Linked DNA regions of Zea mays: regions 2 and 3 are each linked to region 1. A link is a contact called in public Hi-C data. All regions are on one chromosome and are shown on one strand. Each heading gives the region's core, a stretch centred on a gene start, on an enhancer-like site or on the middle of the called end of the contact. The rest is flanking DNA. Distances are from core to core; before and after follow the strand shown. Region 1 holds the start of LOC541970 (chromdomain-containing protein CRD101). Region 2 holds the start of LOC103626306 (serine carboxypeptidase-like 2). Region 3 holds the start of LOC103626309 (glutamate receptor 3.4).

What was found. Hi-C and Micro-C count contacts between places; a contact is called where the count stands out from the background.
Region 2: a Hi-C map of leaf shows a contact between it and region 1, with 3 times the contacts expected there. The contact joins the promoter of LOC103626306 here to the promoter of LOC541970 in region 1. A contact is called at or near these places in 3 of 25 Hi-C or Micro-C datasets (ear, leaf and tassel).
Region 3: a contact with region 1 is called in a Hi-C map of leaf, with 6 times the contacts expected there. The contact joins the promoter of LOC103626309 here to the promoter of LOC541970 in region 1. A contact is called at or near these places in 4 of 25 Hi-C or Micro-C datasets (ear, leaf and tassel).

The regions. Positions count from the first base shown.
Region 1 is chr5:47,919,164-47,921,906 of Zm-B73-REFERENCE-NAM-5.0, reverse strand. LOC541970 (chromdomain-containing protein CRD101) reads left to right here and starts at 1,254. Exons shown (of 5, transcript NM_001111623.1): 1 at 1,254-1,641; 2 at 2,317-2,403; 3 at 2,489-2,743. The coding sequence starts at 1,382.
Region 2 is chr5:47,758,874-47,761,764 of Zm-B73-REFERENCE-NAM-5.0, reverse strand. It overlaps LOC103626306 (serine carboxypeptidase-like 2), which reads left to right and starts at 1,476. Exons shown (of 6, transcript XM_008646698.4): 1 at 1,476-1,854; 2 at 1,961-2,106. The coding sequence starts at 1,667.
Region 3 is chr5:48,091,094-48,093,857 of Zm-B73-REFERENCE-NAM-5.0, reverse strand. It overlaps LOC103626309 (glutamate receptor 3.4), which reads right to left and starts at 1,406. Exons shown (of 5, transcript XM_008646700.3): 1 at 673-1,406. The coding sequence starts at 949.

The sequences.
Region 1 (2,743 bases), core at 5-2,504:
CACAACTTCGGTTTCGTCTCCTTCGCGATCGACTCTTGCAGTAGAGCGAACTCTGGCCATTTGATTATGACTAACTTGAAATTTTTTGAATTGACTTTTTTGTCTTTTCCGAAGCTCTTCCACTTGCGCTGAAGCAGATTTTGTATGAGCGCAATGATCAAGCTTCGGCTATGACTAAAAATTTGGCAGCAAAACAGTACAATAGCAATAAATGCTGTGGTAACTTCACACCTACCCGTCTGTTTATATAGTGCTGCAGGTGGGAAGGTGAATCGGCAAGGTCTCCAACACCGAACAAACAGTCACCCACACTCACTGAACGGTGGGCCACATAGCTCGAGAAGGTGAATCGCTGGCGAACGTGTAATTGGTGCAAGATGGGTCGTGCGTCCGACGATTATTTTAATCGTTTCTCGCCAACGAGCTCAGGGAAGGTGTTTTTTGGATATTCGGCATCCCGAAGCTTAGAAGATTTTTCACGGATCAAGCTCGTTACGAAAAACGATCTAGCGCCGCGAAGGGGCTACTGTTGGGGGTATGCTTCGTAGCCGAAGATCCTAAAGAAATGAACACATTCGGCAGATCCTCTCCAAAGCAACGCCGAAGCTATCGACTATAAAGCTTCGGCACAACGACATGTCTCAAGACGAAGGGGTGAACCGATTTAAAGATGGAATGACTTAAAGACCCATGATATTCTGTGTCATTATTGTGGTTCATTGTAAAGGGTATAAATGTAATTATATACAGGCTGTGAACTATGCCTATAAATAGGTGAACAGTACCCATGTACTGTTCACGTGCTCTCCTGTAATCACACATAGTGCATTTGTTTTTGCTTCACGCTGGTATTTTTATTTTCCTTCGAGCCGAAGGTACATTTGTAATTTGTTATCATTTTTACAATAATGAAATAGAAATAAGTTAATAATAATAATCAAATGTTTAAATTATTTTACATATTTTTACCCTTCCTCATTATTTGTTGTGTTTATGAAGATATAACCTTCATAACCTTCGTCCGGAATCCATTATATCCTGAGGGAAATAATGCTTCGAGGGATGAATGACTATAACATTTAACAATTTCTATGTTACCTTGTTCTTGATTCATAGCATTTGAAAACAAATCCCCAACATAATCCTTCAAAAATCATTCATATTACCTGTGTTTTTGTTAGAAAATGAATAAAAACAAAGAATTCGGTGCTGCTAGGGTACTGCGCCCCTGAACTGAACGAGCCTTGTTCCTTCCGAATCCCTCCGAGAAAAGGCGGCTCCAAAAACCAGATCTCCTCAGCAAAATCTGTACAAGATCCGCCCTTGATTTGGATAACACGAGCGAACGTGTGGTGGGCCGTCGAGTGAAACAAGATTCGCCATGCGGCGGAACAGGAAGGATTCCGGCTATCCGACGGCGGCTCCAGGGGAGGAGGATGAGGCGGAGGAACTGACTGAGGAGGGCGACGAGGAAGAGGAGGAACAGACGGAGGAGGGATGTGGTGAGGAGGATGAAGTTGAAGCGGAGACGCCGGCGCAGGAAGCTGTGGAGCCGCCGAAGCTGGCTGAGGGCTACTTCGAGATCGAGGCCATCCGCCGCCGCCGCCTCCGCAAGGGCCAGCTCCAGTACCTCGTCAAGTGGTCGGTGACGGTCCTCGCTCTCCTAAATCCCAATATTTTTTCGTTTTTGTAATTTTCCGGTAGGCTAGCGCTTCTTCCTCCTTGATTCTTGCTTGGACAGTAGTCCAGATTCTTTTGCAGTTAGTACCGTTTGGGCGTGGTTTGGTTAGTACACCACATTTGCTTGTAGTTGGATGGGCTGGTGACTCTGCACAAGTAGGTTTAGTCGTGGTTCGTGGAATGCGTTTTCCTTGTCTATTCTTTGATTTGCTGCTGGATGTTTTTATTAAAATATCAGAATGACTCGTGGACGTTTCTAGTATGATGTAGATGCTATGTCATGAACTCCACAATCCACATTCAAGAATGTGTTTTTTGGCAAAGCTGCAGTGCTGTACTGAAGTAATTTCTATTCGCACTATGATTTTGAACACAACTATTCCATTCTCTTGTTAAATAGAGTGCGTGTTGCAGCATTTGCAATTTGGTGGCCAACTTTGGTAGGCATTGAGTCATGTATTCGTCTTACTTTATGTTTGTTTCATTAAATAGATTCATCGTATAATTTGTGGTTGCTCTTTTTTTTTCTTTGATGGAGAACTATGGGTTTGAAAGCTGAATGTTGTTTATAGCTTGTTTACTGCATTTATGTTACTGCTGATACTGTATTCCTATCAATTTGATGTGATTTATAAGGCGTGGGTGGCCAGAGAGTGCTAACACATGGGAACCCCTTGAAAACCTGAAGGCCTGTTCTGACATTGTTGATGCTTTCAATAAGCGGTATGAATGTGTATTGCTTCTGTTCAGCATTAGATTTACATGTGCAGCTGATAACATTGTTTGCTGGTGGTTTCATGGGACACAGGTCAAGGTCGCCCAGATCCTGTGGAAAGCGAAAGCGCAAGACTCCAACAACTCCAACATCCGATCCTAACCCTTCTCGTGGCAAACGTGGTCGACCACCTCGGTCGGAGGCCCGGAGCATGCATAGCATACATGCCTCAGAAGTGAAGAAACTGCCCTGCAGGACAAGTAGTAGGAGAGCAAATAATAATAGTAACAAGACCTCACCTGGGGGCCTTGGCGCAGCAGTGAATTTGCTTGGGCAAAGAATAGTACA
Region 2 (2,891 bases), core at 227-2,726, 160 kb after region 1:
TTCTTGGCGAAGACAGGGCCTCGGGCGAGCCGGAAATATATTCGCCGCTGGAGGGGGGCCTCGGGCGAGACGGAAATCTTTCGGGGTCGGCTGCCCTTGTCCGAGGCTAGGCTCGGGCGAGGCGTGATCGAGTCCCTCGAATGGACTGATCCCTGACTTAATCGCACCCATCAGGCCTTTGCAGCTTTATGCTGATGGGGGTTACCAGCTGAGAATTAGGAGCCTTGAGGGTACCCCTAATTATGGTCCCCGACACAAATCCTCGGCATACCAGATGAGATATGATTTGTTCTGTGTCATCAAATACAACAGCATTTTTACAGTCCATGCATGGACAATATATGTGCTTTGTCTTTGTTCTCCAAGCATGGTTCGTAGCGAAAACAATAAACTTATGGACCTCAAATATGTATGATGGATCTAGCCTTGATAAGTTATACATCCAGGATATCCGCGCCATCATCACCTATAAAAAAGTAACATAAAACACACAAATTGGCAAGAGAAACATATACCAATATTTCGTAACAACTAAATATATCATGGAGGCAACCTAACTACTTTATCTCTAACACATGGTGAAACCCTAGATCCAAAATGTGGCTAAAATGGAGGAAAAATGAACAAAATTTGGCAAAAGAAACATAAGCCAAACTTTCCTAGCAACTAATAAACAAAAAATTTTAATACCCAAACCTATCTCTAACACATGGTGAAAGCCTAGTTTCAAAATGTAGTTAAAATTGAGCAAAAATGAACAATAATTGACAATTGAAACATAATTAAACCAACCTTCCATACAACACATTCACCATTCATTAAGCAACTAAATATGTGTTATGGATAAACTTATTTGAGAACTAAACATGAAAAAGGAGAGGGAATAGACAAAATCTAACCATCTTAAGCAACCTCATTTGAGGAAATAGAGAAAATAACCTAGCCATACTCTTCTCTCTCACATGTAAAACCCTAGATCCAAAATGTGGCTAAAATTGAGCAAGAATGAGCAAAAATTGACAAAGAAACATAATCTAACCTTTCTTATCCACCTTCTTCCAAGAAATGAAGACCAAAACCTCCCTCTTGTATTTTTGTGAAATCTGGACCTCCAAAATCGCCTCCAATGGAAGTTGGCTGCGAGCATACAGCTCCTGTCGGGGGGAAGAAGAGGGGTATTTATAATAGACAGTTCACTAGCGGTTGGCTTGAAAAACCGCAAGTGGAATCCTATTTCCACTGGCGGTTGGTGTAACAGAACCGCCAATCGAAATATCCTATTTCCACTGGCGGTTCTGTTACACCAACTATTTCCACTGGCGGTTGTGTTAAGATAACCGTCAGTGGAAATAGTTTTCCACTGGCGGTTCCCAAGCCGGGCCCACCTCTTTTTTTTACTGGCGTGCGATAACTGAAACCACCAGTGATAATTTATGGGTGTCGCAGGCTTTGAGCTCTTTTCTACTAGTGCTAGTTGACTGCTTGCACGATTGAACAGATGTGCTGATTGTGATTACATACCAGTCGCCGCCTACATCACCTGCCCGCACCGGACCCTCTACACATGTACAAGAGAGAGAGGGATGACGCTTGCTAAGGCCTAAAGGGACGGGGTCATTTGCAGCGACGACGTACGACAGCTTCGTCGTCTTGGTGGCGTGGCACCATGGGCGGCGCCTACTGCCGCCGCCGCTCGCCGCTCGAGCAGCAACTCCTCCCGGCAGTGCTGGTGCTGCTCGTCATCGTCGCCGCCAGCAGCAGCTTCTGGGGTGTGGCCGCCAAGGAGACGGGCCGGAATGTGATCACGCACATCAAGGGGTTCCGAGGCCCGCTGCCTTTCCATCTCGAGACAGGGTGAGATTATATATAGGGTTGGTGTAGCCAATTGAGGCACGCACGGTGTGTGTGCTTGCTTTGACGACCGCTCATGCATGCCCTACCGGTCGGCGCTCGGCGGTAGGTACGTGGAGGTGGACGACGAGAACGGAGCGCGTCTCTTCTACTACTTCATCGAGTCGGAGAGGAACCCGGCGGAGGACCCGCTCATCCTCTGGATCACCGGCGGCCCCGGATGCTCCGCACTCTCTGGACTCCTCTTCGAGATCGGTCAGTAACTATCAACTACCCGGTAACCCGGCTGCCCTGTATAATATATAATTTATTTATTTGTGGATTACGCACACCATTATTCAGATTTACTACCCGTTCCACCTCCATTCAGATTTAGTCAGCTTTAAAATTTCGACTGAAAATTTGGCGGATTTTCATTTCCGATATTCGTGTCGTAGTCGGTAGACACGAACCGCCGATGTTCATGATGGTCAACCGGCACATACAACAACAACCGATGTACATGGCACTTTTGCCTCTACGGATGAAAGAGACATAAAAAAATAGAGGAGATTGGATTGGACTAATGCAAAAACCAGCTTCTACACGGATAAGAGGATAATCTAAGAGCTAACCTCATAGTCTACTTTATTATTATTATTATTATTATTATTATTATTATTATTATTATTATTATTATTATTATTATTATTATTATTATTATTATTATTATTATTATTATTATTATTATTATTATATGAGTGTTTATATTGTTGGCTCTATACAACATAATAAGGATTTAAAACCTACCATCAGCTTTATTATTATTAACCTTGCTCTAGTATCCTAAAATACTATTTAATTTTGCAAAAGTTAAGTGTCATTATATAATTAATGCTCGTGGGCTTCTAGTTGTAGACCGCCGTCGCGCGCACATAATGGACATTCTAAGACTATCTTTAGACCTATCATATTCTCTATCACATCTTATATTTTATATTTCACTCTATAAATATTGCTATCTAGAGTATAAAATAAAACAGTGTTTTATACTACTATAT
Region 3 (2,764 bases), core at 157-2,656, 170 kb before region 1:
AAACGGATGGATAGAACATACTGTTTTCCTCCATGTGCCAAAAGACCCGATACAGCAAAAGAGGAAGGAAAAGCAACTAGGCAAGGCTACTAAGTACTAGTACTGTAATTACTAATTACTAACTCTCAACGTGCAAATCCTGGCATTCTGAATCAAGTAGTGGCGCCCACTCCGTTTCTTTAAGGGCGTGCAGATTGCGGATCAATATTTTACAAGGCCCGCCACACCTAGATAGCACAGGTCTACAAGTCAGATTGTACTGCTGGACCCTTGTCCACCATTGTCATCTACTCCCTCTGTATCAACTATCAAAGGTCTTTCTGCTCGTTGCTAATGCTAAAGCTGGGATTTTTCTTCGTCGTCACCACTCCACTTTTGATTAGTTGGAACTAGAACTCAGATCAGTTTTCCAATTAAAAAGAAAACAATTAGTGCTAATTTAGCAGTCACTGATCACACGAATTAGCAAACATGTAGGCTGCAGGGCTGACCTCGAATCAAAACCATTGCTTCTTTTTTTTTTTGGTTCAATACAAAAAGAAAAGACAAAATTAAGAAGAATAAAAAAATTGGATATTCTAAGTTCAGTCTTCTTTGTACTCGAAATCGCTAGTACTACTAAGATGAACAATCGAGAAGACAGGACGGCAAGCAAATTAAAGAAGAACCAACCTTCGACGGCGCCAAGAAAGCCGCTGCAGTTGGTGTCCTGGGCGAGCAAGTTGAGGCGGGTCCCGGCGAGGACGGTGCGGTCGGCGTTGACGTCGTCGACGGCGAGCTCAATGGCGAGGCGCGCGGCGCGGCCAATGGTGGAGTCGTAGGTGAAGAGTGCGCCCACTGCCACCTCACTGGGCGGCGGCGCGGCCGTGACCGTGACAGCCGTCGTCGCGGCGGACGCGGCGAGCAGCACCAAGCGGAGGAGCATCACCTGAAGCGCGCCCATTGGCATACGTAACCCAGCCCACCACGAGCTTCACTTCATTCAGGCCCCTGTCTCGCCACCGGATGAGTCGGCGCTAGAGCAAGGGCACCTGGCACCGTCGTGAGCCGGAATCTTGGGTCGGGTCGCATCAGTTCTTGGGGCAATATAATGGGCGGCGGAATGAGCCGGGGGAGGCGGCACGGGAGGTGCTCAGTTGACACGGCCGGTTCTGGTTGGACGCTGCTCGGAGGACTACCGTTGGAAGGGAAAAGCAAGATGCTTGTTCGTTCTGTGAGGTGGCCAGGTGGGCACGAAGAGGATGACTAGATGAGGAGCCTGGAGGCTTTTGAGCCGGACTCTCTCTCTCTCTCTATCCCTCTCTCCCTCTTTCCCCAATCCCTCAGTCCCTCTTCGGCTCTTCCTCCATTTGGAACAGAAGGAAGTGGACGAAAAGCTCCACGGGCGCCCGCTGTACCATCATGAATTCAGGACTCGATTCAGAACAGACAGCTACTGTCCGTAGGTACTCCGTTCCGTTCCGTGCCCCGCGGCAGCAAGAGCAACGTGGGTACGTAGCGGTTGGCGCCAACATGTGCACCACGCACGCACGCGACGCAGGCACCGCAACGCACCGGGGTGGCCATGGACCCATGGTCGACAGGGAGCGTTGGCGCGAGATGGTCACTGCCTCACTGGCTGTACTTCGCGACCGCGAGGGAGACCGAGGGCAGAGCATATTTTTGGTGGCATTCGCAGCCACGCGCTCAGCGAGTCAGGGTTGGTTGGGGGAAGGCAGGAGGGATATATTTTTTGAATGGTATACTACGCACGGTTGGCGATTTGAGTACAGGATTGATTGATTTTATTCGAGTGGTACGCGACAAGGAAAGGCGATGGGCCGTCGATCACGTGCCCACCCTTTATTCCGTTTCCGCAGGATTTTCGCCACAGCCTCACTGGTACACGACGCCACAATAGTAGTAGTAAACTGCCCATTATATGCATGGATCATCGATGGACTGCTGACTTTTGATCTGCCGGTGAGCTAGCTACTGCACCAATGCGGCTCCGATTTCGTTACACCTCCACGATTCCTTGCTCCAGCTCCAAGGGACCATCTTTTGAAACATCACCCAGATTAGCAATAAGTACTTGCTCTGGTCGCAGACATGACCCTTTTCTTCAAGATTTTAAAAAGTTCTTCCTCAATGTGTTCCACACCCACCTCACCAGCAACTACGTAACAGAGTATTCATGAAATCCGACAAATGCTACGAACAATATTGTTAGCTCTTTTGGGACCAAACACTTATGATCCCTAGAAACTGATCAAAAGTAGGACCGACTTTGTTTGTTTTATTGGATGGTCGTGTGAAACAACCTTCTTCTTCATATATTTAGCAAGAAACTGATCAAAAGTAGGACCGACTCTGTTGAGCCGGTCAGATGTCTTGGAAGTGTTTTGCTACCTAGTACATATTTTAAGCCGCTATGATCTAATGGTCTGAGGTAGTTGCGGCTTCTGGTTGCCCATGACGGTTCGGACTTCATAGCCGAACTGTTCGTGTCTGTCTTGGACTGTCTAGCCTTAGTGCTTGGACCGTTCAGTATATGTAGGAGAGGTGACCATGATTGGGTATCCGGTCGTGCTTGTCCCCGACGTCTCTGGTCTTTCTTTTATGGCCTTCTGAGTAACCACTCTACGTGATAGATTTAGAGTGCGAGGGTTACCAATGATAATATTTTTACCTTTCTTGCCTGTCGACTCTAATATGCTAACAGGGACAGGTGGTCTGTCAGTCTTCATTTCTTGAAATCTCAACCGGCCTTCATTTATAGCCG